Regions from separate parts of the Sus scrofa genome. Here region 1 is linked to region 2. A link is a contact called in public HiChIP or PLAC-seq data. All regions are on one chromosome and are shown on one strand. The core of a region is the stretch at or near the end of the contact, and the rest is flanking DNA. Distances in the headings are between cores, read along the strand shown. Region 1 holds the start of MRC1 (mannose receptor C-type 1). Region 2 holds the start of TMEM236 (transmembrane protein 236).

The links. HiChIP or PLAC-seq counts read pairs in DNA pulled down with a chosen protein or histone mark.
Region 1: a contact with region 2 is called in an H3K27ac HiChIP or PLAC-seq map of alveolar macrophages. The contact joins the promoter of MRC1 here to the promoter of TMEM236 in region 2. A contact is called at or near these places in 2 of 2 datasets of contacts at active chromatin or transcription factors (alveolar macrophages and skeletal muscle).

Annotation. Positions count from the first base shown.
Region 1 is chr10:44,106,176-44,110,541 of Sscrofa11.1, reverse strand. It overlaps MRC1 (mannose receptor C-type 1), which reads right to left and starts at 2,616. Exons shown (of 30, transcript NM_001255969.1): 1 at 2,463-2,616. The coding sequence starts at 2,523.
Region 2 is chr10:44,052,718-44,057,746 of Sscrofa11.1, reverse strand. TMEM236 (transmembrane protein 236) reads right to left here and starts at 2,629. Exons shown (of 4, transcript XM_003130725.5): 1 at 2,220-2,629. The coding sequence starts at 2,476.

The DNA of each region.
Region 1 (4,366 bases), core at 1,367-3,866, 53 kb before region 2:
TTATTTATTTATTTATTTATTGTCCTTTTGCCTTTTCTAGGGCCACTTTCCATGGCATATGGAGGTTCCCAGGCTAGGGGTCCAGAGTTTTAGCCACCGGCCTACGCCAGAACCACAGCAACGCAGGACCCGAGCCGCATCTGCAACCTACACCACAGCTCACAGCAACATCGGATCCCCAACCCACTGAGAAAAGCCAGGGATCGAACCTGCAACCCCATGCCTCCCAGTCAGATTTGTTAACCACTGCACCATGAAGGGAACCCCGGGAGCATACTTTTTAAAACATGAATGTAGAATTATCCTAATAAGCTTTATATTGATGAAGGTGACTCATAATATTTTGGCTCTGTTAGGTTAAATAAAACATATTTATAAGATCAAGGTCACCTGTACCTTTTTAACCTTTTTTTTTTTTTTTGTCTTTTTGCCATTTCTTGGGCCGCTCCTGTGGCATATGGAGGTTCCCAGGTTAGGAGTCTAATCGGAGCTGTAGCTGCCGGCCTATGCCTGAGCCACAGCAATGCAGGATCCGAGCCGCGCCTGCAACCTACACCACAGCTCATGGCAATGCCGGATCGTTAACCCACTGAGCAAGGGCAGGGATCGAACCCACAACCTCATGGTTCCTAGTCAGATTCGTTAACCACTGCGCCACGATGGGAACTCCCCTTTTTAACTTTTTTAAATGAAGCTGCATAACACAGCCAGTTATGTTTCTATCGGACTGTGCTGGGTTACAGTCCAGGTCTGCAACTGTTCGCCAGCATCTGTTTGAAAACTTTTGGTAACAGGGAACTTACTTAAGCGGAACATTCGGTGACAACACAGCTCTGAGATTTGCACTGGTCTTGGTTTTAATCTTTGAGGTCATGAAGAATATATGAATCCTCTTGCACGAGGCGGTCTTTCCAGGTGAAGACCAAGGCGATGGTCCTCCCACGCCCGCCCGGGGTTAGGCAGTCCCTCCTTACTCCCCGAGGGATGCGCATTGGAGCCAGGACTAAGGTAAGAGATCTCAGGCTCCATCCAGCCTCTTTCCTTGGCACTGTTGCTAAGGAGACTTCTCCTTTACATGCCCACTGTATTGCTCGTATCGGATCATTGGTTTCTACTGGAGGAGGAATTAAAAAAAAGTCACTGCTGGGAGTTCCCGTCGTGGCGCAGTGGTTAATGAATCCGACTAGGAACCATGAGGTTGTAAGTTCAGTCCCTGCCTGGCCTCACTCAGTGGGTTAATGATCCGGCTTTGCCGTGAGCTGTGGTGTAGGTCGCAGACGCCGCTTGGATCCCGAATTGCTGTGGCTGTGGTGTAGGCCGGTGGCTACAGCTCTGATTAGACCCCTAGCCTGGAAACCTCCATATGCCACAGGTGTGGCCCTAAAAAGTGCGCGCGCGCGCACACACACACACACACACACACACACACACACACGAGCTTCTGCGCAGAGGCTTGGTGCAAACCCTTCTCCCTTCGCTCATGTTTTTTTAAAAAAATCTCTACCACTTCATGCTCAGAGCGAGCTGGCCTTTGCTGGGAAGCCTCCACTGTCGGGGGCAGGGAGCACACTCAAATGGAGTTTCTGTTTTATCCATGCCTTCACTGCTGCCTCCACAGCAGTGCCTGGAGGGACAATGGCACAGGCTGGGCACAGACAGTGTTTGCCCATGTAGGTGAAATGAAGGGCAACGGGGAACCACAAATTCCAAAGTTAAAAATCCCTTCTAGCTCATCTCAGAAGAGAACTGGGAATCAAAATGCTTACAGGCTCTCTTCCTGCTATGGGTAAACAGGTGGAGTCTAGAGAGGTAGCAAAGAGAGACTCCAGAATGTCTTTGAACATTTGAAAAGCTCTGGATCTGTGCCTCAGTCTCAGGAATCAATCAGTACAAACAACTCGGAATACAGAGAAGGAACAATTTAGAACACAGATAAGAAGAAACATTCTAGCCCCAAACTCTAGGCGTGATGAAAATGGTTGTTCACAGAGAAAAAAAGAGATGAGTTATGAAAATCTCATGGAAACCCTTTTGGGGGGTGGCCTGGGATCTTGTTCTTAGACCGGCAATGACGAGAGACACCAGCTCTACCCTCCTTTAGGCCAGAAACACTTAGAAGGCACGCGCATTGGGGGTTCGATAGAAATTGAAAATGACATAGCACTGACCACAGAGGAAACCGCTCTGAGAATAAAGCAGGGGAAGGACAGTGGGGACAGAGGAGGAGGAAGCCAGGGTTCTGCAGGGTTCAGGGCAGGCAGCCCCTCTGACCTGAGAAGCAGGTGTTTTTATCCTGGCCAGGGAAGCAAGAGGAATGTTTTTGCAGAGCTGGGGGTTCGGGGAGCTCTGCCACCACCTCACCAGCACGTTGAAAGGACCCATTTAACACTGACCCCAAAGGGATGGGATGCCATAGGCTCCGGGCCCCAAATCCGAAGGCTTCTACCTTAGAGTCAACTTACCCAAGAGCTGCAGGGCAACCGGAAGGAAAGAGAGGAACGCCAGGCACGGGGACAGCCTCATGGCCCGAGCTGGTCCTTTCCTGATGCTGGTGAAGAGAAGGGAGTTGGGGAACCCAGGCGGGGACCTCCTCCCTTCTCAGAACCGCCCTGCTGAAAAGAAGTGAGGAGGAAGCTCTCACTTTTAAAGGGCTTCTGAAATTAGGGAAAACCTCCAATAAGGAGATATCCTGTCACATGAGGGTGGTTGGAAAAACAGGAATTCAAAAGTTACAGCTTTGCTTTGTAAGCTAACTTGGGAGGAGAACAGACGCAGAGGAAGGGGAGAGAGGGCATGTGTGGGAGAGGGATGAGGAAGAGGGGAGGCAGGAGGGGGAAGGGGAGCCATCAGGAGCCCGACTGGCCTGTGGGGACGGGGAGAGGGGACCCAGCACCAGGCCTCGCAGCCCCTCTGGGAGGTGGCTGTGTAGGGGGCAGGCGGGGGGCCATTCATTACCTGGGCTGGAAAACGGAGGTTTCCTCTGGGAAGCAGCTGAAACAGAAGCCCCTTGGCAACGAATGCTCCCCCCGAATGTGATAGAAACAGGCAGGCCTTAAAGGGACTGTTTTATTTATGGTGAAAACGTCTTCAGGGCTGAAACGGATTCTCCCTCCTTCTCTCCCTGTTCAGGGCTTAGAGCCCTTTTTTCTTAGAAAGCTTCCAACCAAACTTCCCATGGAGCTTTGTTCCTTTTAGCCAAAAGAAAAGTAAAATCAAGGCTAACCCAAAGAACAAATCTCAATAATAACAGCAGGGAGAAACTTCTAGAAGTCTTCCTCTGGAGAGTTCTCTAGATGGCCAGAGAAAATAGTGGCGGGGTTTGCAATACAACCTCACTGCCTCAACCACAGCGATCCTCCTCAAACTGGCAATGATCCTCTCGTTAGGAGAAAAATCTGCTCATTTGGTCAAAAAGAGGTATATTCATTATACCGGAGGTGGAACTCTTTCTTTAAAAAAAAAAAAAAAAAACCTGGAAACAGATTTTTTCATTAAGCACCATATTAACCCTACACCTATGTTTTGTTATGTTTCAGAGGCAAAACATGAATCAAGACCATTTTGAAGCAGATTTTGGTAATGCTATAGCCAACGGCCAACTGGAGTTTGGGAAATGTTACCCAATCAAAAAGAAGCTGCTGGAAACATTGTATCTTTTGAAATTTTAAATGAAGACTATTTCTTCAGGTGGAAAGCTCCCCAAGATTCACCGTCTTTGCAATAATGTTATAAACTTTGCTTCCTGAGAAAAATTATATAGTTACCTTACTGGTTTTTTTAAGCATTCTAAAATTAAGAAGATTATTCGGACAGGATGAGAAAGATGGTGAAGCTGTAGGACACAAGAAAAATGTTTCTTTTTTGTTAAGCCAGTGCTTCTCTGACAAAAAATTGGTTACCAAACAGAGTAGATGAAACAAAATGTTTCTTTCTAAAACTTTGCTTCATTGATTTATCATGAGAAAAAAAATATTTAAATGAGCCATTCTTGGTTTTTAAATGTAACTCGATTATATCAACTCAAAAAGTTTGGCCTGGACTTCCCATTGTGGCTCAGCAGGTTAAGGACCCAACATTGTCTCTGTGAGGATGTGGGTTCAATCCCCAGCTTCACTCAGTAGGGTAAGGATCCAGCATTGCTGTGAGCTGCAGTATAGGTTACAGATATAGTTTGGATCCAAGTTGCCGTGGCTGTGGCGTAGGCTGGCAGCTGCAGCTCCCATTCTACCCCTGGCCCAGGAATTTCCATATGCTGCGGGTATAGCTGTAAAAAGGAAAAAAAAAAAAAAAAGTTTTGGCCTAATTTGAATTTATATTAATTTCAGAAGAAAACAAATCTCTTGTAACCTCTCTATACTCACCTCAG
Region 2 (5,029 bases), core at 1,380-3,879:
GGCTCAGCGGTAACGAACTCAACTAATTTCCATGAGGAGGCTGGTTCGATCCCTGGCCCCACTTAGTGGGTTAAGGATCTGGCCTTGCCGTAAGCTGCAATGCAAGTGGCAGATGTGGTTCAGATCTGGTGCCACTGTGGCTGTGGTGTAGGACCAGAGCTGCAGCTCTGATTCAACCACTGGCCTGGGAACCTCCATATACCCAAGACAAAAAATTTAAAAATTAAAAAAATAAAAATATGGAGTTTCTGTCGTGGCGCAGCTGAACCGAACCTGACTAGGAACCACGAGGTTGGGGGTTTGATCCCTGGCCCCACTTAGTGGGTTAAGGATCTGGCCTTGCTGTGAGCTGCAGTGCAAGTGGCATATGCGGCTCAGATCTGATGCTGCTGTAGCTGTGGTGTAGGCCGGCAGCTGTAGGCTAGCAGCTATAGCTCTAATTTGACCCCTAGCTTGGGAACCTCCATATGCTGCGGGTGTGGCCCTAAATAAAAATAAAAAATAAAAATAAAAACATCCAAGAGAGCCTGTCTGGGTTGGAGAGGCCAGCTTCCCACCAGTTTACTCCTGCAGTCATTTGGACCCTACCCCCATTTCCTCCAAACTCCCCAGCCTGACCAGGAGTCTTCAAAAGTCACAGCTACTCCAGAGGTGGTGAGCAGCAGAGGGCCCGAGGCAAGTCCAGACCTACACCTTAGGTAATCCTGAGGTTTTGGATCAAGGATCAGAAAAGCCATAAACCTCAGTGATAAAAGAAGTACCACCCAAATTGTTCATTTCCGGAAACCCCTCAGGAGCTCAGCCCTGGGGAACTGAACACCCCCCCCACCTGTGGTATCAGCATGTAAAGGGCACTTCCTGAGCACCATACCTCAGCAGTAACACCCCCCCCCCCCCTGCCCACAGCTGCATCCTCCCAATAGCACTTCTCACTGTATCCCTGTACCTATTATTTTTACATTTCTGCCTGGGCTTAAGTTAGAATTCCCAGCTCCTCCTCGCCTTGCCAATGCAGTCCACTCTATTCAACTCTAAAATAAAAGCTCAGTAGGAAAGAAAAATTTAACATATTGAAGAAAATAAAGTGATTAATTAAATTAAATTTAAAAACAGGAGTTCCCTTTGTGGCTCAGCGGTTAGCGAACCCAACTAGCATCTATGAGGACGCAGGTTCTATCCCTGGCCTCGCTCAACAGGTTAAGGATCCTGCATTGCCATGAGCTGTGGTGTAGCAGACACGGCTCAGATCCTGCATGGCTGTGGCTATGGTGTAGGCCAGTGGCTACAGCTCCAATTGTACTCCTAGCCTGGGAACCTCAAAATGAAAAAGACAAAAAGACAAAAAAAAAGTAAATCAAATCAGAGAACACAGAGAAACCCCAAAGGATAAAAAAGCAGCTCTGAAGATCTAAAAGGAAATGTATATTAGGATCAGAGATTATTTGGTCTCAATACCTTTACGTGGCTTGATATAGTCATTAGCTAAACTGTGAGTTCAACCCACAGATTTTGATTTAGTTAAAATATTTCCATATTATTATTGATGTACTTACCCCTCACCCCCAACCAGAGTAATATAATTTACCAATCTAGCAAAGTATTATTTTTTAAAATCTAAGCAAAGGAACCAGTTTGCTTGAAACTCTCAGCTGGTTAATGGTTCAAGGATGCCTTAGAACGACAAAACAATATAAACAGGTGAACAGAGATATTATTTTCAGTTTTACACAAAAGAAGAATTCTGTATTATAATCTCACAACTGTGATTTCTGAAAATTAACTTGTGCGGCTTACTGTGCTGAGGCAGAACAGTTACTACTCAGGGTATCAGGGACGCACACTAAGTCTTACGAACACAGGTAACTTGTTATTATCAGTCGGTAAAAATGGCCTTATAAGAACATAGAGGATACTGGAGTTCCCTTGTGGCTTGGCAGCTTAAGGATCCAGCATTGTCACCGCTGTGGCCGGGGTCACTACTGTGGCACGGGTTCCATCCCTGGCATGGGAACGTCCACATGCAGAGGGCGCAGGCAAAGAAAAAAGAAACATAGAAGATACTATGACATGAATACATTCATAGGAACAGTGATGACCAAGTCACATTAATCTCCCCTGATGTACAGTTGTGCTAAGCTAACCTCCTTACACAGACTATAAGCGCAAATCCCTCTGAAAACATCTCAGGGGTTTCCCTGCTAAAGAATTCTTTTACTTACCATCCTTTGATTTTGTGGTAAAGATGACGTTTCTTGAACAAGAGAACTTTCACAGGAATCCAAATCAGTAGAGTCACTAATGCTACATAAGCAATGGAGCAAGAAACAATCAGCCAGTAATGCGTTCTCTCGGGTGTCTGCCTTGTGTTTTGAAAGGCGGCGGCAAACTGTTCCATAATCACAAGCGTGGGGACACAGAAAGCCACAAACTCGAGCAGCTCAAAGACGAGGAGCTTGATGAGTTTTCCAGAAACCATCCTGAGGTAGGACGAGCACCCAGGGGTCAGACGCTCCCCTTCTGACTGTGAGCAGCATATGGACACAGATACCCAACAGGGATCAAGTTCCTTGCGCTTGAATCACTAACCAGTGAATTTTTATTCTTTTATTGACCCTCATATGGTTCAATGATCGTCCAACTTAACAACCGAGGTCTCTTAAAGGAACAGAGCAGTGGTGGAAGGGATCATTTCATGTGTTTGCACATCCATTATGAGAAGTCGAATCAACTCCAGAACATGCTTCAGAGTAAACAGAGAAAGCAGGTCTGTCCATGTTGTTTTTACTGCTAATTGGAGCACAAAAAAATATTTACATAATATTTCACTCCCGTTAAGTAGAACCATTGGAATAATATAGAGTTAAAGGGAAAGAGATACGATCCAATCCCCTTTGCTTATATCAAAGCAAACACCCAGACCCTCAGTCTTTATCTTGGAGAAGCGCTTTTTCTTCAAAGTGCTTGAAAAGGGAATCTGGATTCATTTTGCCAACTTCCCAACCAGACTTTCTCCTGGTACTTGAATTATTTATTGGTTCTTGCACATGAGCTGCTATGCAAACACAGATGAACGTTATTCTTAGCTTGCTGGTCAGGAACCTCAGGAGCCAGGCGATATTAGAAACTTGTCACCAGGATCAGCGTGTTCAGTTAACTCTACCTGCCCCAACGCATGTCAGATATTCAAAACAACAACAACTGTGCCCATGAACATCCTGCCTTGGAAAAACCACTTTTGAGCACCTGTGGCCAGCAGGTTGCTGGGCATCGCAGTGTGACAATGAACACATAATGTAAGGTTCCTGCCCTGAAAATGTTCACAGTCCATGGAGGAAACAAACCTCTGACCAACAAAATGTATCTAAGGTCAGAACTATAACCTAAACGCTAGGAGAACTTCCTTTTTGGGCTGTGGGAAGAGGAAGGAAGATGAGGAGGATAGGGACAGACGTGGGTGTAGGGGTGTCCGTGACATTTCAGGCAGGAAAAGAAGAAGCAAGGAGGGTGGATGCTGGTAAGAATCTGGTGTGGTCTGGAAGGAAGTAGGGGAAGGTGATGCTACAAAAATCAGCTGGGGTCAGCACGCCCCTAGCCCATGAAGGATTTGGGGCGCACACACACACACACACGTGTAAAGGGGCTTTCTAAACAGAGTCACTTGCCTACTTGCGAAGGAGAGAAAGTGCTGGTGGGCAAGGAGGGCAGGAGTGGGGTTCACCCAAAAGAAGGGAGCCCTCTGGGAGCCACAGAGGAGCCTGAGCAGGGGTGAGGGACTCGGCTAACAAGTGGTTTGAGAGCAATGCAGGTGAAGAGAGGAGTCCTGCACCCTGGACCCCCCTACCTGCCTGCTTCCTCAGGCGGCTCCCCCGTGCCTGCTGTCTGACTGAGGCCAGCCAAGCCACTGTCTCGGCTCCTCTCTCCCAAGGCCCATTGCAGAAGGGGCCCAAGGCTGCCCGGTTCTGAGGAAGCACCTGGGAGTCTGGAGGTGGCTCTGGGGCTTAGCACCTGCTGCCTGCCACTGCAGGATGAGCAGGCAGGCAGTTCCTTGAGCTGTTACTCTATTTGACCTCAAATCTCACATTCACTGAGGTGGGGAAAGTTGGGGCAGAAAGCCTCTGAGCATCTGTTATTGTCTCTTTAGGGCTGTGCCCACAGCATATGGAGGTTCCCCAGCTAGGCATCAAATCAGAGCTGTAGCTACTGGCCTACACCACAGCCACAGCAATGCCAGATCCACATCATGTCTGTACTTACTCGAGTCCCAGCAATGCTAGATCCTTAACCCACTAAGTGAGGCCAGGGATCGAACCTGCATCCTCATGGATGCTAGTCAGATTTGTTTCCACTGAGCTACAACAGGAACGCCACATTCTTTTTCTCATACTATCTTCCATCATGGTCTATCCCAAGAGATTGGATACAGTTCCCTGTGCTGTACAGCAGGACCTCATTGCTTATCCACTCTAAATGGAAATGTAATAGACATTCCATTTTAAACACTCACTTTTTAGTTCCATGTGTGGGAATTTACTTATTTATTCATTGCTTTTTAAGGCCGTACAGTGGCATATGGAAATTCTCAGGCTAGGGTTTGAATTGGAGCTGTAGCTGCAGGCCTAGGCCACAGCCACAGCAACTTGGGATATGAGTCAAGTCTGTGACCTACACCCAGCTCACAGCAATGCCAGATCCCCGACCCACTGAGCAAGACAGGGATCCAACCCACATCCTCATGGATGCTAGTCAGGTTTCTTTCCATTGAGCCACAATGGGAACTCCCATGTATGGAAATTTAAAGCAGACACTCACTTCAATACTTCTTACCTCTAATGTTCCTCTGCTTCCTAAGATCTCTTCACATTTTTTTTTTTTTTTTTGGCTTTTTGCCTTTTCTGGGCCGCTCCTGCAGCATATGGAGGTTCCAGGCTAGGGGTGGAATTGGAGCTGCAGCTGCTGGCCTATGGCAGAGCCACAGCAACAAGGGATCTGAGCCGAGTCTGTGACCTACATACACCACAGCTCATGGCAA